2 separate regions of the Pan troglodytes genome follow, and region 1 is linked to region 2. A link is a contact called in public Hi-C data. All regions are on one chromosome and are shown on one strand. The core of a region is the stretch at or near the end of the contact, and the rest is flanking DNA. Distances in the headings are between cores, read along the strand shown.

Region 1 (6,979 bases), core at 1,711-4,210, 200 kb after region 2:
GCTGACACAAATGCTTCTGAACACTAAAAACATTAATAGTAATCTTGGGGTAGAAAAATAGGAAAGAGATGCGGGGCCAGAATTAAGTTTTCAGTGAAATTATAAAGTATAATTATTCAAGACCATATATAAAAAATGTCCTTTGGAAAATGAAGTTTTTAGGCAAAAGTGTGGAAGAAATGTTTTCTATGAAGGAGATAACAGCCAATTTAACTCCCTTTTTAATAAAAGAAAATATTACACTGACAGGCACATGGTTGATTTGCATATTAATTGTTGGAAGCACGGCCTATTCCTTAACATGCTCAGGCACTGAATATGCTACAGTTTGTAGTCAGTTCACTTATGTCTGAACAAGTTGTTCACGTGCAGATTCTAGAAAGTTTATTTTTGAGCACAAACTGACACTTAGCTCGCTAGAACAATGTTGTTTCACATGCAGTTACTGGGTCAGGGTTAGGCACGAAAATCATGCCGTATATTTACAAATGAGGATGCTCCTCTCCCGGGGCCCTCACTTGGGGGAGCCCCGTCCCAGCGTCTAGCTCATCAAATTCCCGAAAGCAATTACAAAGGCATCTCTTCTCCACCCCAAAACAAAATAATGATCTACCAATCTTGCAAACACATTAAGACAAACTCCCTACAGGAAGGAGCATGACTTAAACAAGTTCAAGATACTTTGTCAGTCTTAACCTCAGGTATCTTGGCTGAAGGGATTAAATCATTAGACTTTACGTACCCAACCTCTTCCTAGCAATAGCAGATACATAATTTGCAAATACTGTTTCAGAGCTCTCTGGACCTTTCACGTTAAAATAAGCATACTTGATGGTGGGGAGACAGTGCTTCTTACATTTAGGAAACAAATGCTTCCGATTGTGAGCGTATGGAAGTGGAAAACAGCTTGCAATTGGAGAGTCTAAGAATTGAATTTCTTTTTAAAGTAAGAAACTGCCTCACTGCCCCCATCCCCAAGTGTAGGAAGATATAGAAACAGCTTACTGGCCAAGAATAGAAGAGGGAACCAGTGGAGAGGGACGGATTTGCAAGATAGCCTCTGGAGAAAAAAAAATCACGAGGAAGAAAAATCGGCTTCATACTATGGAGAGATAGGCGGGGTTGGGAAGCCTTGCTGCTGGTCTTGGGGACATGATCCCCTGTCCCTAAGTGTGCCCCTGGAGGTTGTGGGGGGAGGGGTATCCTCAACACAGAGGCCTGACCACCAAATCCCGGGCTGTAGAGCCAACAATCCTCCTTTGGGCTCCTGCACAGACTAAAAACAAAAAACTCTGAGAACTCCGACAAGTCAACGAAAGTCTGATCCCGTCAAGCCCGCACTCGCAAACCCCCACCGTGCTGCACTGGGCCCCGGCCCTCCCGAGCTCGGTCTCCTCGGACGACGGTCGTCGCCACTGCGGGCACCAGATTGGGGGGCGGGCCGCTCACCCCGCGGTCCTGCCCCACACCGACCCCGCCGAGGAGCCCCCGGCACCCGGGGCGACCAGGGGAGGCGGGAGGAGGTGCCCAGAAACTGCTCGTCCTGCCAGTCGCACCTGGCCGACGACTCTCTGGCCACTGGTTTGGTCTGGGGGATACGATTTCCCATTCAACTGAATTAGACCCGAGCCCGCGGCGGGGAGGGCAGCGGCCGGGGTCTCTCCGTTTCCTCCCCCGGCTCGCCTCCACCTGTTGCGGGAAAGTCGCGGTGGAGCGCCCGAGGGCGGCCGCAACCCCGGCCGGGGCCGAGCCGGGCTGGCCGAGGCGCGGCGGCGAAGGGCGGGGGAAGGCGCGCTCGGAGCAGGGTGCGCGGCGCGCAGGGCCGGTTGTTCCGGGCCGCGGCCGCGCGGGCGGGGAGGGGGCTGCCGGCTCCGGGTGATTTCGGTGCCAGCCCGCCGGCCCCGCTCGCCGTCCCCTGCCCGACGGGACCCCCACTATCCCCGCGGTGCGGTCACCTGTTTCGCTTCGCACTGCGCCGTCGCCGCCCCTGTGGCCGTCGCCGCCAGCTCCTAGCTCCGCCATGGTGCTCCGATGACGCGCCCGGAGAGCCGCTCCGCCCTTTCCTCGGCTTGGCTCCCGCCGGCCCCCGCCTCCCAGGCCAGCGGCCCAGACAGGTGAGCGCAGTCAGGGGACGGCGGAGGGCGGGGGCAGAGAGCGCGGCAGTCGGCTGCGGCCTGGGCCCGGCGCGCCCCCTCGCGGGCAGGTGCGGCGTGGCAGCCGCTCCGACCGCCGCTGCCGAGTCTCGGCTGGAAGAGCGGCGGGCGGAACCAGTACCTCAGTCCGGAGCTTCCGGTCGCCGCGGCCGACCAGCTGAGGGCTCCCGGAGATATGGAGCGGGGTCAGCGAGGCCTGGTGGCGCCTCCTGGAGTCTGGGACGAGCGGCGGTCCGAGGAGCAGCCCAGGTGGGGCGAGGGTACGGAGACGCTATTTCCCTCCGAACTCTGAAGCAGCCAGGTCAGTGTCGGCTCCGCGAGGGCTGGAGTTCACGGTGACAGCCGGCAGAGCATCTGATGCCACGTGGAGAGGCGAAGTACATGGGTCGGATTCCACGCTGGGAGCCGGCCTGGATCTGCGCTTTAGGAAGCCACTGCGGGCGACCCTATCTTGTCGCCAGGACTTCGCATCTGATGAGCCTCAGGACACACAAGTTAGAGAGGCTTGTGCCGGCTGATGTGGCTTTTCTTTTTCTTGGTTTCCGTTTAGTAAACGACCTTTTGACTTCTGGCTTGCTCAGGAAGACCAGAAAAAAAGGCAATAGGTAACGAATTTTTCTTTTTTTAAAGAAACAGATTATTGGCCGAGGAAAAACCAATTTCGCTCTAAAGGATAAGCAACAAAATACTGAGGGGGGAAAAAGCCTACACAAATGGAAACATACGGCACAAAATCAAGGAGCGACCAGTTCCGCATGGTTACACTAAAATGCACTCCCACACTCTGGCTTGGCTGAAGATAACCAGCAAGCTCTGAACAGTTTAAAACCCTTCCAAGGACTGCAGCAGCACTGGACACACAAGAGAGTCGAGAACAGTATTGGATTTATTGTTAGGGTTACAATTTTCACGATCTTTGCATGCAAAACTTGCCACTCTGAGCCCAGTGAACTATTTTTATTTGGTTTACTTACTGGCTTTCTGGATGACTAGGTAGAGCTTTAACTAAAGAACACTTCTGCTGTGGTCTGTGATGATGAATTTTCCCGTAGTGTCATTTCTATAATGGAATAGGCAAACTGACCATTTAGAATGTGATATTCCTAAATCACATTCAAATCAGTCTTATCAGAGACTTCTAATCAATAAAAATAAAGCACCAGATGGCTAGAGGTAGTTTTTGACCTCAGCTTGGGCCTCAGCAAAGACTTTTTGTGTTTTTTTTTTACTACATTAAAACATCAGAGTTTAAGACACTTTTCTTTGAGCATCAGAAATACTCTCAGCTGAATTTAGAGAGTTGAACTATCCGGAAGAACCCTGGAGAAGGAGGGTGATTTATTTTCAACTTTCTGATTTACCACCGACTTAAATCAACCAATGAGTTCTTTCTTTGACCAAAAAAAAAAAAAAAAAGTCAAGACTTGTGATGTTTCTATTTGTTTTGTTTTGTTTAGTTTGGTGTGTGCTTACTCATTGTCCCATTCTTTTGATAACCTGTATTTATCTGCCACAAGTTAAACAAAAATAAATGAAATAAGGAACACACCAAAATCCTGCACTTAGGCCCTGTATAGACAGTGTGTTCCAAACCTAAGGAGGTGTCTGCAACAGGGGAGGCTGCTGAGTGACTCTGCAGAGAACAGATGACATCTGTTAAATGTCAAACACCATCACGTTGTACTTCAAGTTGTACTTTACTTGGAACATGGAAGCCATCTGTCTGGAGCTCCCACATCCATTTCAAATCTTCAGGGTTCCCCATTCCAGGGGAGGAGCTGAACCTCCTGACACCGTCCACTTCCCTCCTGCCTCCTTCAAACATCATCCCTTTTTTCTCCCGAATCCCTAAATGTTTCTGCACCCAAGGGCTCTACCCCAATAAACACAGCTAAGACTCTTTGATTCTGAAAATGTCTTCCTTTAACGTCCCACCCTCCAGAATCTATTGTCGTATGTTTTGTTCACCAAAGGTAATAAAAACAAATGTGGATTTTGGTGCCGTTATTTTTCAAAAAAAGCTATATATTAATAGTTTTTCTTGCTTATGTATACAAATCAAATTACTTATTTTTAAATCCATCATTCCCCTAGACGAGTTTCTGCAGCACTTGATCCTCTAATCACTTTGCTCTTGGTCTACCATTGGCTTGGTTTTTCTCCTTCCTCTGTAGCAGTCCTTTCGTCTTTGTTGACTCAGATTCTTCCTCCCTTCTAATCCTCCAATATTTTTACCATCCCCTAATTGTAAACCACAGGCTTTTTATCTTTACTGTGTCTCACCGCCCTCATTTACTATTACTTCCATCCCGGATCCCGGTGACTCCCAACTCCAGAATATATACCCTTAACCTCACTCCTGACTTCCACTAATACATTCTGAATGGTCCCTGCACAATTCTATCAAGATACCCTGCCGTTAATTTAATATGTTCCAAACCACATTAATCTTGCAATATACAATCACTTTACACATCTCTCCCTTGCTCAAAAACCTTTAATAGATTCCCCGTTCCTATATAAGTAAATATTAACTTCACCTCCTCACCATCACCACCCCCTAATTGGGCCCTGAGCTCTCTACTACCCATTTCCACTTTTCACCTCTGTAACTCATATTTCTAGCCCATGGAGTTGTTCATTCTCCAGAACACCTTCCAAATCCCTGCTTTCTAGTCTTTGTGTTTGAAGCTGCTCTGCCCGAAGTGATGTCCTTCATCCTGATGTATTTAATAATACTTTCCCTCTGAGGCCCAGGTTAAGGTCTACTTCCTCCATGAAGCCTGTTCTTCCTGCCCTGGCTCCCAGCATGCCTGTCCTTTGGACCTGGCCAGGGCTTGCTGGGCTTGGTACTTGTCCAGCTGTTAAAATAGACTAGGCATGAGTTATTGCAAATTTGCCTTCTCAATCTGATGCACATTTTTGGTAGTAGGGTCTTTGTCCTCTACTTCTCTACAGGGTGTCCATAAAGTCTAGAACTATCAGTTATTTTATTTGCTCACGAGTTGCAGATGTTCTTGATGACATCATGTGCACTGCCTGCATTCTGAACTTGGTAGGCATGGTATATATCTTTTGTGTTGCTACTGTGCCTCACACACAGTGGGCATTCAAATGGGTTAATAATTCCTCAATGCCAAGCTTTTTTATGTGGTGGCCTAGGGATGAACGAAACCAAGTATCCAATGACAGGAGAAAGAGATCAAAATGCAGTTAAAAGGAAACATTACATCTACTTCTCCCAGCAAATTCCTGTTTTGTTTCTTTTATAACACTGCCACCACCACCCCCCCTGCATTAACTGTTCTGTTTCAAACCATCTTTCCAGGCTCAGCTCTGCACCTTCCCTCCTCTGGAAAGCTTTCCTTGACCCCTTCTGACAGTAAATGTAACTATAGCACTGACTGCACCACTGTTGTTTCTGCTTTGTCTTGATTCCTTGACAAGAAACTTCAGGGGAAAGAACTGTATCTTGTTGGTGCACCACAATATGTAGTACCCAGTATTTAATAAATACTTTTGAATGAAGGATAAGTGATGGCAATAGCAAGCATATCTCAGTGTTTACTGTATGCTAAGCATTGTGCTGAGCACCTCTCCTGCATTGTCTTTTCCTTTTTGAGACAGAGTCTTGCTCTGTCACCCAGGCTGGATTGCAATGGCGTGATCTCGGCTCACTGCAACATTCACCTCCTGGGTTCAAGCAATTCTCGTACCTCAGCCTCCCGAGTAGATGGGATTATAGGCGTGCGCCACCATGCCTGGCTAGTTTTTGTAATTTTAGTAGAGACAGGGTTTTGCTGTGTAGGCCAGGCTGATCTTGAACTCCTGGCCTCAAGTGATTCACCCACCTCGGCCTCCCAAAGTGCTGGGATTACATGCACAAGCCACTGCACCCAGCCTCCATTTTCTTATTTACATCTTATAGCAGACCTATGTGGAAGGTACATCATTTCCTCCATTTCACAGATGAGGAAGCTGAGACTTGGAGAAACTAATTCAGTTGTTCCAGGTCACAAGTCAAGTTACAGTTTTGCTTCAGGCCTGGGTGTGTAGCCTCCTGCTACGCTAAACAAATGATGAACGTTAACCATCTTGCTGTTCCCTCTATAGAAAGGGGCTCTCCATTTCCCTCTCTAGCTGTTACCTGAAATAAGGAGGTGAAGCTTGATCATGTTAAAACACCTGTGAAACTAATTTTTTAAAAGGGTATCTGGGCCCAACCCCAGACCAGTAAAAACAGTTTTCCGGCTGGACACAGTGGCTCATGCCTGTAATCCCAACACTTTGGGAGGTTGAGGCAGGATGATCACTTGAGCCTAAAAGTTCGAGACCAGAGTGAGCTGAACATAGTAAGACCTTGTCTCTACAAAAAATTTAAAAATTAGCCAGACATGGTGGTGCACGCCTGTAGTCCCAGCTACTTGGGATGCTGAGGTGGGAGGACTACTTGAGCCCAGGAGGTCAAGAATGCAGTGAGCTATGACAGTGCCGCTGCATTCTAGCCTGGGTGACAGAGACTCTGTCTCAAGAAAAAACAAATAACAACAACAACTCAGTTGTCCCTAGGTGATGGCATCAATATTTTTGAAAAAGCATCCAAGTCATTTTAATGCGAAGCTGAGTTGAGAATCACTGGCCTAGATTGATCCTAAAAGCGTTTCAAATGCAAACCTTTCCATAATGGAGTCTTCCATAATGGAACTGTCTTCTTTTGTGCCTGAGACCCAAAATTCTCACAAATGGCTAATGATGTTGGCCTGGGAGTGTGTTAGAACCCTGTAGGGACAGAGGATCATCTGCTCACAAAGACAGGGTAAGAGGAA
Region 2 (6,892 bases), core at 3,474-5,973:
CATATACATATGTGTGCAAGCTTCATAACTTGTTCAATGCTCAACAAATTAACCTTAGTCTCAGTAATACCAACTGCTTGAACATTGTTAGCAGGTCAGTTTGTCTTCTCAAATTGGAAAACGATGCTAATGTAAATCCAACCTTTCTACTGCTTTTTAAGACTTTGCTTTTTTTGCCTGATTGAATAAATAGTTTACTTTCTTTTTCCTTTTTTGAGAAGGGTCTCACTCTGTTGCCCAGGCTGGAGTGCAGTGGTACAGTCTCAGCTCACTCCAACTTCTGCCTCCTGGGTTAAAGTGGTTCCTGAGTCTCAGCCTCCCAAATAGCTGGGACTACAGGGGCAAGCCACTATGCCTAGCTAATTTTTGTATTTTTAGTAGAGACAGGGTTTCTTCGTGTTGGCCAGGATGGTCTCGAACTCCTGGCCTCAAGTGATCTGCCCCCATCGGCCTCCCAAAGTGCTGGGATTACAGCCATGAGCCACCGCGCCCAGTCAAAATAGTTTACTTTCTCTACTGAGTGAGAAGTATTGACTTTGGAACACATTCTAAAGCATTTCTGATTTGAATATTTGTGTATTTTTAAAATTATTAAACCTTCTTTTTTTACGGAAAAAATGAAGATGCCTGTCCTAAGTGTCTCACAAGGCATTGCAGAATACACTGAAAACATTATTTGTAAAATAATCTAAAATATTATACAGAAATATTATACAGTGTGATGATGCTTTTCTGCTATTTTACTAAGAAGGGAAGGGAATGCCACTAGGCATTATAAGTCTCCACAAGAGTACAGTCACACACATGTGCACATGCACCCCCCCCAAGTCACATGTGCACACACATGCCTAACACCTACTGTTCTAAGTGCCTGGGCTGCCACACCCATCTTCCTGTTCTTGCCTAACACCAACAGCCTTTCTGTAACTAGGGAAACAATTTTGGTTCTTAATACAGAGAGAATTTAAGTAGAAGTCCTGGCAAAGGATAAAGAACAGGAACGTATCTCCAGAGCCCCCTTTCCTTGGCAACCTTAACCTGTCACCTTCCAGGCCTGCATGTGCTAACAAGTCATAATGGCAATGGCTAACCCCAGACTTGAGCCAGTATCAGATTTCATTTCCCCTCCACCTGCCCATTCTAACTGCTGGCAATCAGAGGGATAATTGTGCTATATGCATTGGATGACAAGTCATGAAATGTTCAGGGGACATCGGGACTGGTAGAAACTATAAAACTGAAACTGAAGTACTGGGGTTAAGGAGTATGGATCCGTGTATCCACTCAGAATAAGAGCACCAGCTTCTGAATTCCCTGCCTTCAGTTACCTTCTGAAGTTTGAAGACTGATGTAAGACTTTTGAAGACTGCACGCTTTGCTCCAGTCCAAAATGTGTACAGGGAGGGGTTGGGACCTTGCCAAGAATCTGCAGTCCACACAGCTTATGGAAGCCAGAACCTTATTTTCTCTTGATATTTATTAATTATGTTAAAACAAGTAACTTTTAAATTAAAAGGGATATATCTCTTCCTTGTGAACAATAGGGGCCTGGGAATGTTACTTTTCCTTCAGGCCAAACTAAGAGCAATGATGAACTCAAGATTTGGAGGGAAAATGAATGGGTCAAACACCAAAATTACCAAAAACTTCTTATTTTAAAAAAAAGACGAACATTCTACGAAAAGACAGCTCCCCTACGGCTATGAACAAACATGAAATGTCTTCTGGAGTATTAGGAGGGTAAGGCAGTAGCTGTATAGGCAGCAGAGCTTCTTAGCCTCTGGACTAGAGATTCTCAGCTGGGGGTAGAAGAACATCTCAGAATGACCTGAGAAACTGCAGATAACTTCCTCTGTTCCCATTCTGATATTCACCCCTGTCCTCCCCGACTTGTATTCATATGGATCCGTATCCTTTGTTTCCTGTTCCAAAGCAAGTTTCCTATCCATGAACAAATATTTTCCTCAATTCTTGTGGAGCATCCCTCCACAAGTACTCTCTCTTAAGAACCAAACATGGCTTTTGAGTAAGAATGATCAGCTCAAGGGCATATATAATACTCATATATTTCATAAAGATATATTTCAAGTATTTTATAAACATCATATATCTTACATAGGAAAATGTATATATTCATTTATAAAATTTTATAAAATCCATATATGTTATTAATATATATTCATATACTTCTTTGAGACAGGGTCTCACTCTGTTGCCCAAGCTGGAGTGCAGTGGTGCAATCACGGCTTACTGCAGCTTCAATTCCCTGGGCTCAGGCGATCCTCCCGCCTCAGCCTCCCGCGTATCTGGGACTACAGATGCATGCCACTGCCCTCGGCTGATCTTTGTATTTTTTGTAGAGACGGGATCTTGCCATGTTGCTAGCTGGTCTTGAACTCCTGGGCTCAAGTGATCTGCTTGCCTAGACCTGCTAAAGTGCTGGGATTACAGGCGTGAGCCACCACACTTGGCATATTCACATATTTCTGTACACCTTTAAAATCTGGCCAGAATTGTGATAACTCAAACCCTCTTCCATTCTAACTAATGTCAGTGGGGAACCTGTCAGGGGGAAAAGAGATGGGCAAGAAAAATGGCTTTGGGGCAAAGGGGCCAGGCGTCTCACTCAGGAGTAAGGTGAGGAGTAGGGTTCAGGATACTTCTGGTACAGAGTTGCTCTATAACAAAGGGTCTCAGTCCTAGCTGCTAGGAAAAGTAATGTTAGGGGGTCGCCATCCTCCTGGGGTGCTGCTAGACAGTTTGCTGAAATATCTCAAGGTGGGGAGGAGCAAATGTAATTTAGTTCACAGCATTCATTTATTTACAAATATATTAGGTACTAAAGACATTAGGAAAAGTGATACTTCTCTCTCAATATGAATGAAAAGATAGTCATTCTGAGCAGTGGAGTTTTCTAGCAAAAATAAATTCTACCACTATACTTGCATGATCTGTCATGATGGATTTTCATGGAGTATCAGGCACACCATGTTCTTTGGCAGGGACCCCGAGCATTTCCATTAATCAGTGATTTAATTCACAGTGGGCAAGCTGGAGGGATCTATAACTCTACTTGAGGTGCAAAGTAGGGTATTTAATAAAGATACTGACTGATCACAAGGATCATGGAATGCCTCACTAAAAATAATGCACTGAGATGAAAACCAAAGATTTTATAAGCATTTTAAGGTTAATTTGAAACTAGGAGTGAAAGGAAATATTTATGGATGTGATTTGTCATTTAAAGTTTTTAACAGAATTTCAGATGTAAAACTGTTTAAAAACCTGAGTTTCCACTGCATCAAAGGGAATGTTTATTCATGAATGGGAAGCTGTTTTGGGGATGGATTTTAAAGACAAGAATAGGCTGGGTGTGGTGGCTCACGCCTGTAATCCCAACACTTCAGGAGGCCAAGGTGGGATGACTGCTTAAGGCCAGAGGCCAAGAGTTTGAGACTAGCCTGGGCAACACAGGGAGACCTAATCTCTATAAAAATATATATGTTTTAAATTAGCTGGGTGTGGTGGCTCGCACCTGTAGTCCCAGCTACTCAGGAGGCTGGGGTGGGAGGATCATTTGAGCCAGGAGGTAGAGGCTGCAGTGAGCCATGCTCGTACCACTGCACTCCAGGCTTGGTGACAGAGCAAGACTCTGTTTTATAAAATAAAAATAAAACAAAATAAAGACAGGAATAAGCAAGCCCTTCTCTAGATGGAAGAGTTTAAGTGGCAGAGAGCCCCAGGGATCAGTGCTAGGGTTAGTTTTATAATAATCGGAAGACAAGCAGGATAAAATTTAAGTATGCAGATAATGTTTATTCTTGGAAATGCAAGTCATAAAAATAGCCCCTCGAGAACAACAGGGAAAATCATGAAATGAGTGACAAGGCAGGCAGTCTGTAAAAGCAGTGGGTTTAGAAAACTGTCAGCTGAGCTATCCTTAAAAGACAGTGAATGATCAGTCACAATGGAGGTTAAGACATCTTGGGATCACTGCAAACTGTTCCTTGGTGATACTGACTCCTTGTGTTTTGCTGGTAAAAAAAAAAAACAAAACGAAAAAACAAAAAAAAGCCAATAAAATGCTAGGCAGGAGAAGATGGGATACCAGGAACAAACCAAAAGCATTATTTTACATCACACTGCAGCTACACCTAGTGTACTGTGTGTTTTCTGGACACTGCATTCATTTAAGGAGGATAAAGATAATGATATGTAACATTCATATAGTACAACAGTTTTCGGAACTCCTTCACAGATAGCATTTCACTGAACCTCCCAATACTTTGTGTGGAAAGTATCTCCATGTCCAGATGAGAAAACTAAGGCTTAATTAAGTAGGTTAACCCCACAGTTGCTGAACTTCTCAAAGGTAAAACTAGGGATCCAGCCTGGAACTTTTGGTTCTGAAGCTCTTTTTCCTCAACCCCATATTCATGCTGAAGAATCTCTGAAGAAATATGAATAAAATATTCAAACAGCTGAAGAAGGAGTCTTTTAGAGATAAGGTAAATATGTCAGTTATTGATTTACTGCCTCTCAGCTCCAAATTCACCCATCATTCCTGTTCTGTGAAACTGGATCCAGGCCTGTTAAATAATTATCCTTTGCCACTGCTGGAGAGACACTGCAGCAGAGTTTTGCTTTCTGGTTGGTGTGTGCTTGCTCAGCAGGCTTCTTTAGCATACACGTGCTTTTCCCAGTGCCTGGCTCCTGCAGTGCACAGTGGCCAGCAGCCTCCCACCAGCACCCCCACGGGGCAGATTCATGGTAGAGTGCTTCTGGGGAGACAGTGAACAGCTTTCCTAGGCACTCTAGAGGGTGGATCTCTGGCAAGTTCTGCTGGCAAGAAAACATAGCAACTTCTCTGGCATCCAATATAAACAGTTATATCCTCTCTAACAAGGTCTGGATTACAGACCTGCAGGGTAAGGGATCTTTCTTCTTGGGTGCAACACTAGGGTATGTGACTGCTCCTTGTATCTGCTATTCGTTTTTTTTTTTTTTTTAACAGGGTCCCACTCTGTTGCCCAGGGTGGAGTGCAGGGGCATGATCAAGGCTCACTGCAGCCTCGACCTCCTGAGCTCACGCTATCCTCCCACCTCAGCCTCCTGAATAGATGGGACTATAGGTGTACACCACTGGGCCTGGCTAACTTTTTGTATTTTTAGTAGAGATGGGGTTTTGCCATGTTACTCAGGCTGGTCTCCAACTGGGCTCAAGTGATCCACCTGCCTCAGCCTCTCAAAGGGCTGGGATCACAGGTGTGAGCCACCACACCAGGCCCCTAAATTCTTTAGAATTCTCTTTCTTTTTTCCTTTTTTCCCTATCATTCCCACAAGTTCTCTTTATTTCTTATAAGCCAAACCAAAATCATAGTTACTCCATCCTATTTACTCCAATCCTAATGATAGTTATTCTTTAAATTTTCTCCGGTTTAAATCTATGTTTTTTTCCTTCTGATTAGACCCCGACTGATACAGTAAACATAATAGGAGGATTCAGCTTATAAAATAAGTGTAGACAGGGAATAGAAATAAGACCCATAAAACTATGAAGGGTATGGAAACTACAAACAATGACATTCTCTAAAACCTAGTTTATGATAACTATGGATCCTAACCTTGAAACTGCAAAGAGCAGCTATAAGAGAAATAAAAGTACTTCTTTATGCCCTTCTTTTCTTGTACTTGTTGCTATAAGAGGTAATACAAGGCAAAAATACAGATTGTTTCAAGATCGATCTGGATGAATTCAAGGACGACAAATTTAAAAATAATTAAGGGAAGCAGAATTTCTTAGGCTACATATCACAAACTGTGTGTCATATAATGGGGACCAAACTTAACATCACATTAAACATTTCCTACAGGTCAATGTCATTCAGAAATGCACTGTTTCTCAAACTGGGGTCCTGTTCTTTACATGATTTTTAAAAATTTATGTTTTCACCCAGGTAACTTAAAAAAATAATGTACAGTCTGATCATCTGTCTGACTGATTATCACAAAGCTGAGTTTTGCTACATAATTTCAGTGCTCCATTTTCAGGTGTATTTCAAAGCATACTGATATCAGGTAGCACCAGCTTATTTGACAAGGGCTAATGACATGAACCAGCTGAACTGCTAAATAAATATGCTAGTGCCATGTAAAAGCCAAGTATCATCATGGCACTCTGTATTAAAAAGAGGTTAGGGGTTTTAAAGCAGTTCAAACAGAGAGAAGCAGTGAGTGAAATGAATCATGGTTATCCCTAATGCAAAAGGGATCAATCAGTACCATATGTATATTACCCACTTAATTTCAGAAAAACATCATTCTTCACAATAATTTCACTGTTCTTGATTTTACAGCTTTATTTATTTTTTTGAGACAGGGTCTCGCTCTGTCACTCAGGTTGGAGTGCAGAGTTCTGATCAAGGCTCACTGCAGCTTTGACCTCCTGGGCTCTAGTGATCTTCCCACCTCAGCCCCCCAAGTAGCTGGGACTACAGTTGTGTGCCACCATGCCTGGCTAATTTTTGTATTTTTTTAGAAAAGGGGTTTCACCATGTTCCCCAGGCTAGTCTTAAACTCCTGAACTCAAGTGATCTTCCCACCTTGGCCTCCCAGAGTGCTGGGATTACAGGCGTGAGCCACCATGCCCAGCTGGTATTTAGTATTTGAGGGGCAAAAGCATTTAGGTGGCTACTGCAAACATCCACGGACTTGGTCAGTGGGGGTGCCCTAGAAATGGAAATCAAGGGATAGAAGGGTAACATTGTGGGGGAAGGTTGAAAGTAGTTTTATTATTTATGTAAATTTGTGATCTGCTGTTTTGGCTTTATAAATGAACAAGGGCTATAGAAATTTTAAACCTAAATTTATATTTGTAAAAATAATACAAGT

The links. Hi-C and Micro-C count contacts between places; a contact is called where the count stands out from the background.
Region 1: a contact with region 2 is called in a Hi-C map of induced pluripotent stem cells, with 2.3 times the contacts expected there. The contact joins the promoter of MAP7 here to the enhancer-like site in region 2. A contact is called at or near these places in 3 of 7 Hi-C or Micro-C datasets (induced pluripotent stem cells and stem cell-derived neural progenitor cells) and 1 of 1 datasets of contacts at active chromatin or transcription factors (stem cell-derived excitatory neurons).

Annotation. Positions count from the first base shown.
Region 1 is chr5:148,396,527-148,403,505 of NHGRI_mPanTro3-v2.0_pri, forward strand. It overlaps MAP7 (microtubule associated protein 7), which reads right to left and starts at 2,961. Exons shown (of 18, transcript XM_009452071.5): 1 at 1,956-2,961. The coding sequence starts at 2,022.
Region 2 is chr5:148,195,863-148,202,754 of NHGRI_mPanTro3-v2.0_pri, forward strand. All of the region lies in intron 16 of MAP7 (microtubule associated protein 7), which reads right to left. Among named protein-coding and RNA genes, the nearest start is that of BCLAF1, 56 kb to the left of the region's middle. Within about 2 kb of position 4,724, at least 4 of the 24 cell types and tissues checked have an H3K27ac peak or open chromatin away from gene starts, as enhancers often do. A contact at or near this core is called in induced pluripotent stem cells, where this site is marked.